Regions from separate parts of the Sus scrofa genome. Here region 2 is linked to region 1. A link is a contact called in public promoter capture Hi-C data. All regions are on one chromosome and are shown on one strand. The core of a region is the stretch at or near the end of the contact, and the rest is flanking DNA. Distances in the headings are between cores, read along the strand shown.

Region 1 (3,132 bases), core at 633-3,132:
CTACAGGTTAACCATTGTTGGTGAGGAATCGCCATCCAACCTGTAAATGCAGGGAAGCACTGCAAAACACCCTGCCCAGCAGGTGGGGGAGGAGTGTAATGAGAAATGTGGGCAGAAGTCAGAGAGGCAGGGCAGAAGTCAGAGTCGCACCAACCGACACGATGAGGATTTAAACATTAAGCAGGAGTTCCCCTGTAGCTCAGCAGGATAAGAAAGAGACAAAGTATCCGTGAGGATGTGGGTTTGATCCCCGGCCTTGCTCAGTGGGTTAAGATCTGAAGTTTCTTCGGTGTCACAGCTGCAGCTCGGATCCTGCCATTGCTGTGCCTGTAGGGTAGGCCATAGCTGCAGCTCCAGTTCAACTCCCAACCCCGGAGAACTTTCTTATACTGCAGGTGTGGCAGCAAAATGATTAAAAGAAATAAATAAAAATTAAGCAAGTAGGAGTTCCCGTCGTGGCGCAGTGGTTAAGGAATCCGACTAGGAACCATGAGGTTGCAGGTTCGGTCCCTGCCCTTGCTCAGTGGGTTAAGGATCCGGCGTTGCCGTGAGCTGTGGTGTAGGTTGCAGACACGGCTCGGATCCGGCGTTGCTGTGGCTCTGGTGTAGGCTGGTGGCTACAGCTCCGATTCGACCCCTAGCCTGGGAACCTCCATATGCCGTGGGAGCGGCCCAAGAAATAGCTAAAAAGACAAAAAAAAAAAAAATTAAGCAAGTAATGACATAGATGAGCCAATAGATTGGTGGGGTGTCAGGGTGGGGAATGGGTAGCCAGTGAGGAAGCTTCGGCATAACTCCGCAGAGTAGAGGCGGTCAAGGAATCAGCCAGTGTTCCTGTTCTTTGTCTTCAAACAGGCCAGGTAGAGCTCAGACCTTGGAAGGCAGCCACGGTGAGAGATGGGTCCCTGAGGTGGACGCCCCCAGCAAGCCGAGGCTGGTGGCTGCACGCCGCTTGGTGGCTGCGCGCCACCTGGTGGCCACAGGAGGTGGGGTCAGCTAGCCCCATCAGAAACTGCAAAATCTGGGATTTTGCTCTGGGAGACTGAGGCAAAGAGCTACGGCGGGGGAGGCTGGGATCCTCCAACTGGACCCCATCCCTATTCTAATCCCATTTCACAGATAAAAAAACTGAGGAGGAGGGAAAGCGAACTGGGTAAGGAGCCTCTTAAACGGGGGTGGGGGTGGGGTTCAAGACACCAGGAATGGACAGTCTGAGTTTCTTTAACGGCATCAATGGCCTGAAGCTTACTTAGTTTGCCATTCTGTTCTTTGGTCAGGGGTGAAAATGAAAGAGGAGGAAGAGAAACTTTAGTCTTTCCCGCCCACCCGGAGGTAAAAGGCTTTAAAGAGTACCCCGGAAAGCAGAGTTTTATAGATTCAATTTGCATACGAACGCAGTCATCCCGAGTTAAACTCCGGTCCTTTAATCTCGGGTCCAATTTGTCCCAAAGCCGCGGAGGAAGGCCCTCGTGAATACCTCCAAACTCCGCCCCCTCCGAGCCCCGCCTACAGGGCTGGGCTTCATTGCACGTGCTCACCCGGCTCCTTCGCGATCCGCCTCCTAGGAAAGACTCATTGTCAGGGAGGGAGGATACGGAGCATCGCAGGGACGGTTGATCATGGATATGTCATAATAAAGAGCAGACCCTGAAGTAATATTTATTCAGTTTTTTACCAGAAGTTTTCATCAGAGTTCGTGATGGTGACAAGCCTTGGCCTTCCCTTCTCAGGGCCTCCGTTCCCTTCTCCCACCCCTTCAATTGGTGGGGTCCCGCCCGGCCGACCTCGCCCGGTGGACTCCAATTCCCAGGGTGCCCCGCGGGGCATGCGTGGCAGCGGCGCGTGACGTCGGGGGTGGGAGCTGGCCAGTGCTGAGGGGGCGCGGCGCGGAGGGGCGCGGAGCCGGGCGGCTAGGGGCCCAGAGAGCGCCGCGGCCGGGAGCCCTCCGGCCCCTGACAGCCCCCTCCCCCCCGGCGGACGACGACGACGGCGAGGGCGCCGGTCATGGCGGAGCAGCGAACCGAGCGCGGGTCCTGAGCACCACCGCATGGAGCGGGACGAACGGCCGCCTAGCGGAGGGGGAGGCGGCGGGGGCTCGGCGGGGTTCCTGGAGCCGCCCGCCGCGCTCCCTCCGCCGCCGCGCAACGGTGGGTGAGGGGAGTTCAGAGTCCCGGCCCGGCAAGAACCGGCGCCCTGTCCCCTGCCCTGGGGATCCCTCTCCTTTCAGCCGACTCTCACCGTGGGAAGCTGCGGCGACCCCGGGTCCCCCCAGCGCGGACCCTCCCTCTCCTCCTTCCTCCTTCCCCGTTCCTCTCCGTGCTGATCCTCCCCCTGCCCAGTTCCCTCAATCCCGACCCTCGTTTCCCCCTCCCCCCTGTCCCCTCCGCACAAGCCTCCCCTCCCCCCGTCCCTCTGCGCGAATCCTCCCCCTTCCCTTAGGTCCCTTCTGCGCCGACCCCTCTCCCCGTCTCTCGGCCCCCTCACCTCCAGTCCCGTCAGTGGGGGCTTTCCCTCCCCCTCCAGTTCCCTCTGCTCCGAGGCCCTTTCCCCCCCCCCCGCTGGGGGACCCCTCTGTGGGGGCCTCTCCCCCAAAGTGTTCCCTTCGACTCTAAGCTTTTCTCTCCCCACCCGGATCTCCCCCACCGTGTTCCCCCACGCGGGCCCTTCTTCCTCCGCGGAAGCTCCCTCAGCGCCCTGAGGACGCCACACCCTCGTCCCCTTGGTTCTCTCTGCCCCTCACCTTTTCCCGTCTCCCTGCCGTCCCGCGCTTCCCGTGCTGCCCCAGCCTCCACCTCGGCACCGAACCCCCAGTTCGGTAGCTACTGGCTCAGCGTTTCCTTTTCGGACCCCGCGCCCTGCTTCTCTGCGCTCCTTCCCGGCGCTCTCCTGCCCGCCTGCCCCGGCCCTGTTCATCTCTTTCCCCCCGGTGGCTCGGATCTCCGGCCCGATCTGGTGCCCGGGACACCTGCCTCTTCCCTCCTTGCACTCGCCGGTCTCGGCCCGCGCCTGCCCAAGCTCACTTCTCTTCCCTTTCGCGATCCCGGAGCCCAGGCCCGGAGAATCCCTCACCTGGCCCTTCCCTCCCTCCGCTCTCCCCTGCCCCACGTCCCGGCCAAGTCCTCAGGTTCCTCG
Region 2 (3,117 bases), core at 493-2,992, 810 kb before region 1:
GTCTGTTCAATTGCAGCTATTCTGTGTAACCGAAGCTTAAGGCTAAGTAAAACAAAGTTCGGGGGATGCTTCTCTCCGGGACTCGGTCCCTGGCATCCAGTCTCCCGTTGCTCCTTTTAAAAACTGACATACAAACAAGGCAAAAGGAGCAGGAGAGGGTGGCTGGAGCTCCGGCCCCCTCCCCACCTGCAGCCAGGGGTGGCCGCCCGGGGACGGCGACCCAGCCCCGTCCGCATCTACACTTCATTTTACACCAGGAGCGGAATTGAGAAATCGACTCCAGATTTATTGCAGTTTTTCCTCAAGATCAGGAGGTGGGAAGGAAAGAATGATCAAAGATGGCGGTGCCCAAAAGCAGCAGCTCTCAACTGGAGAGTCGAAGGAGTAGCTCGGACCCCACCTCGGGGGTCTCCAGGCCCACGGCCGGGCGCAGCGTCTTACCTGTTTTCTCTTTGATCTCGCACAAGACGCTGAAGAGCGCGGGTTTCATTCTGTGACAGTTCAGGGCATGTTTCCTAAAAAACAAATAGCAAAACACAAAGGTATTAGCATCACCTATGGAATAATATGGCGCCTTCCTTTAACTTAGACCCAAGATTTCATTCCGGCCCCCTATTTTGGAAGGCTCTTTGGAACCACGGCAAGTCAACAGAACTCAAGTTGACTCAGTTGGCGACAGCCGGCAAGCTCCGGCAGCCAAAGCTCCAGCCCGAACGAAGCGCGACCCATCTGCCCGGCAGGCAGCAGCCTCGGCGACCGCAGGGCGCGAACCCGCGCGGGCAACCGCGATCCGGGGGCAGACGGCGGCGACCCAGGGGACAGGACGGCGTGGAGGGGCTCCTGCGTCCGCCCTCCGCCGGGGGAGCGGGCGCGCACGGGCGGCCGGCCGACTGCGGCCAGCGGGCGGTGACAGCTTGGCAAAGTTTGCCAGGCGGCCCTCCCTTCCCGAGAACTTGGCCGCCTGCGCCCGGACCCGCCGGGGAACCGCCCATCGCCCCGCGGCGGGGCCGGGGCGGCCGCCCGCACAGCGAGGTCGTCCGGCGGCCAGGCGGAGCCGGGCGCCGGGACTCCCGGCCGAGCAGAAAGTTGCACTTCCCTCAAGTGCGGCCCGGGGCCCGCTCGCCGCGGCGTGCACCGGGGTCCGGGCGGGAGGTTTGAATCCGTACGAGGGGGCCGGGCTGCCACAGGGCCGGACGCGGGGGTGAGAGAAACCCACACAATCCACGCGGCACCAAGTCCGTCCCGCGCCCCGAGAGCAACTTTGCCGCCTCCCGCCTGCGTCGAGGGGCGCGGGGCAAGTCCCCCGCGAGGCCCGGGCGGGCGGCCTGTTTTCGGAGAAAGTTCCCCGCCCCGGGGCTGAGGCCCCCGGCCCGGGCGCCACCCGGGGCCGGACTCTGCCGCGGGCCCGGCTCCCGCACACACACAAAAGATGCTTAATGAGACGACACCAACTTTGCTTGCGCCTCGTCCAAGCTCTGGTCGGTGATGGTCATGATCTGGTGGAGGATGTCGCCGATGTCCTGCTTCCTGCCGTCGCCGTCCGCCCCTTCGTGGCCGTGCGGGGGAGGCGGCAGGGCCATGCCCCCCTGCACCGAGTGGCCGGCCAGGTTCACCCCGGCCAGAGTCTGCAGCATCCTGGATTGATCGTCCATCCCGCCGCGCGCGGGCGGGAGCGGGCGGCGGCGGCGGCTGAGGCGAAGGCTGAGGCGGCGGCGGCGGCGGCGGCGGCGGCGACGAGGGAGGAGAAGAAAGAGGGGGAGGGGGAGGGGGAGGCGGCCGCGCGCTCCCCGCCCGCGCGGGGAGGGGGCGGCCCGGCCGGCGGGGCCCGCGGCTGAGGCGGTGCAGACGGGCGCCCGGCTCCGGCTTCCGCCGCCGCGGAGGCTGAGGAGAAGCGCCGGGCGGAAGCGCTGGGCTCCGCGGCGGTGGCGGAGGCGGAGGCAGCGGCGCCCGCTGCCCTCACGCGGCCGCCGCGCCGCCTCCTCGCCGCCGCGCGCCCCGCCGGGTGGCCCCGCGCAACTTGCTCCTCAGCACCGGCCGAGTTGTTGGGACGCCCGCCGCCACCCGCGCCAGCCTGCGCACTCCCCTCCCTCGGCCCCCGCCGCCGCCGCCGCCGCCGCCTCGGCCACCTCGGCCGGGCGGGATCCGAGCCCCGGCGGCCCCGGGGGAGGGAGCGGCGGCGGCAGGCGGCGGCGGCGGAGGAGGAGGCCGGCGGGAGGGCCGAGGGGAGCGAGAGGGGGCGGAGGAGGAAAGTTTGGGAGCGGGCGAGCGGGCAGGCGCGGTGGGGGCGCGGAGCCCGAGGAAGGGCCCCGGCGGGCCGCGCGCCGGGCGGACAGCAGATTGATGGGGCGGGAGAAGTCGCCGCCGCCACTGCCGGAGCCGCGCACCCTGCCAGCAGCCGCCGCGGACCGGGCTCGAAGGCCGTTCGGCTGAGGGATTGACAGGCTGCCAGTGCCACTCACTCACTGCGGCCCCGGCGCCCGGGGGGAGGGGCGGGGGCGTGTGGGAGGGCGGGGGGAGCGCTCCCCAAAGCCCCGCCCCCGGGGGCGGTGCGCGCACTCATTGGGCCTTGCGCCTCCCGCCGCCGCCGCTGGCACCGCCCCCGGACTTCTGCCCGCCCACTCTGGCCTCTGATCCCCAGCGCCCGAGAGCGCGCCACCGGATCTTTACGCCTCGTCTTGTCCTCTATCGCCGGGATGGGCCGCCCCGGCCCGCAAACGGTGTGCCCGCACCCCGGCTCATGTCTCTAGTGCTAGCAGTCCTGAGTGTGTAGAGTTGTATACAGGACACGGGGCAACTCGTTCCAAGGCCAACCATGTGCTTCCCCACAGCGCTGTGAGCTTCACGCCTCGGACAGCGCCTTGTACACTTTCCCGCTCTTCCCGTTTTGAGGTGGTATCCTTGGGGTACCCCACCGCCTGTTTGCAAACCAATCGAATCACTCTCGGAGCCGAGCGGGGCGGGACAGAGTCAAGAAAGGGCTGTCCCTATTGGAGCGTTCGAAAAGTCCTGGGCAGAGGGGGGGGAAACGCAGGGAATGGTGGCCCCGCCCACCCCGCGATCACCATAGTAACCGAGAGGGCACAGCTTGGAGTTGGCGCCCGCCTTTGGGCCTGGTGC

Evidence for each region. Promoter capture Hi-C pulls out the DNA fragments that hold promoters and counts their contacts.
Region 2: a promoter capture Hi-C map of fetal liver shows a contact between it and region 1, with 4 times the contacts expected there. The contact joins the promoter of PBX3 here to the promoter of NR6A1 in region 1. A contact is called at or near these places in 1 of 5 promoter capture datasets (fetal liver) and 1 of 47 Hi-C or Micro-C datasets (liver).

The regions. Positions count from the first base shown.
Region 1 is chr1:265,569,637-265,572,768 of Sscrofa11.1, reverse strand. It overlaps NR6A1 (nuclear receptor subfamily 6 group A member 1), which reads left to right and starts at 1,882. Exons shown (of 10, transcript NM_001097499.1): 1 at 1,882-2,147. The coding sequence starts at 2,048.
Region 2 is chr1:266,381,936-266,385,052 of Sscrofa11.1, reverse strand. It overlaps PBX3 (pre-B-cell leukemia transcription factor 3), which reads right to left and starts at 1,742. Exons shown (of 9, transcript XM_021068936.1): 1 at 1,453-1,742; 2 at 442-515. The coding sequence starts at 1,652.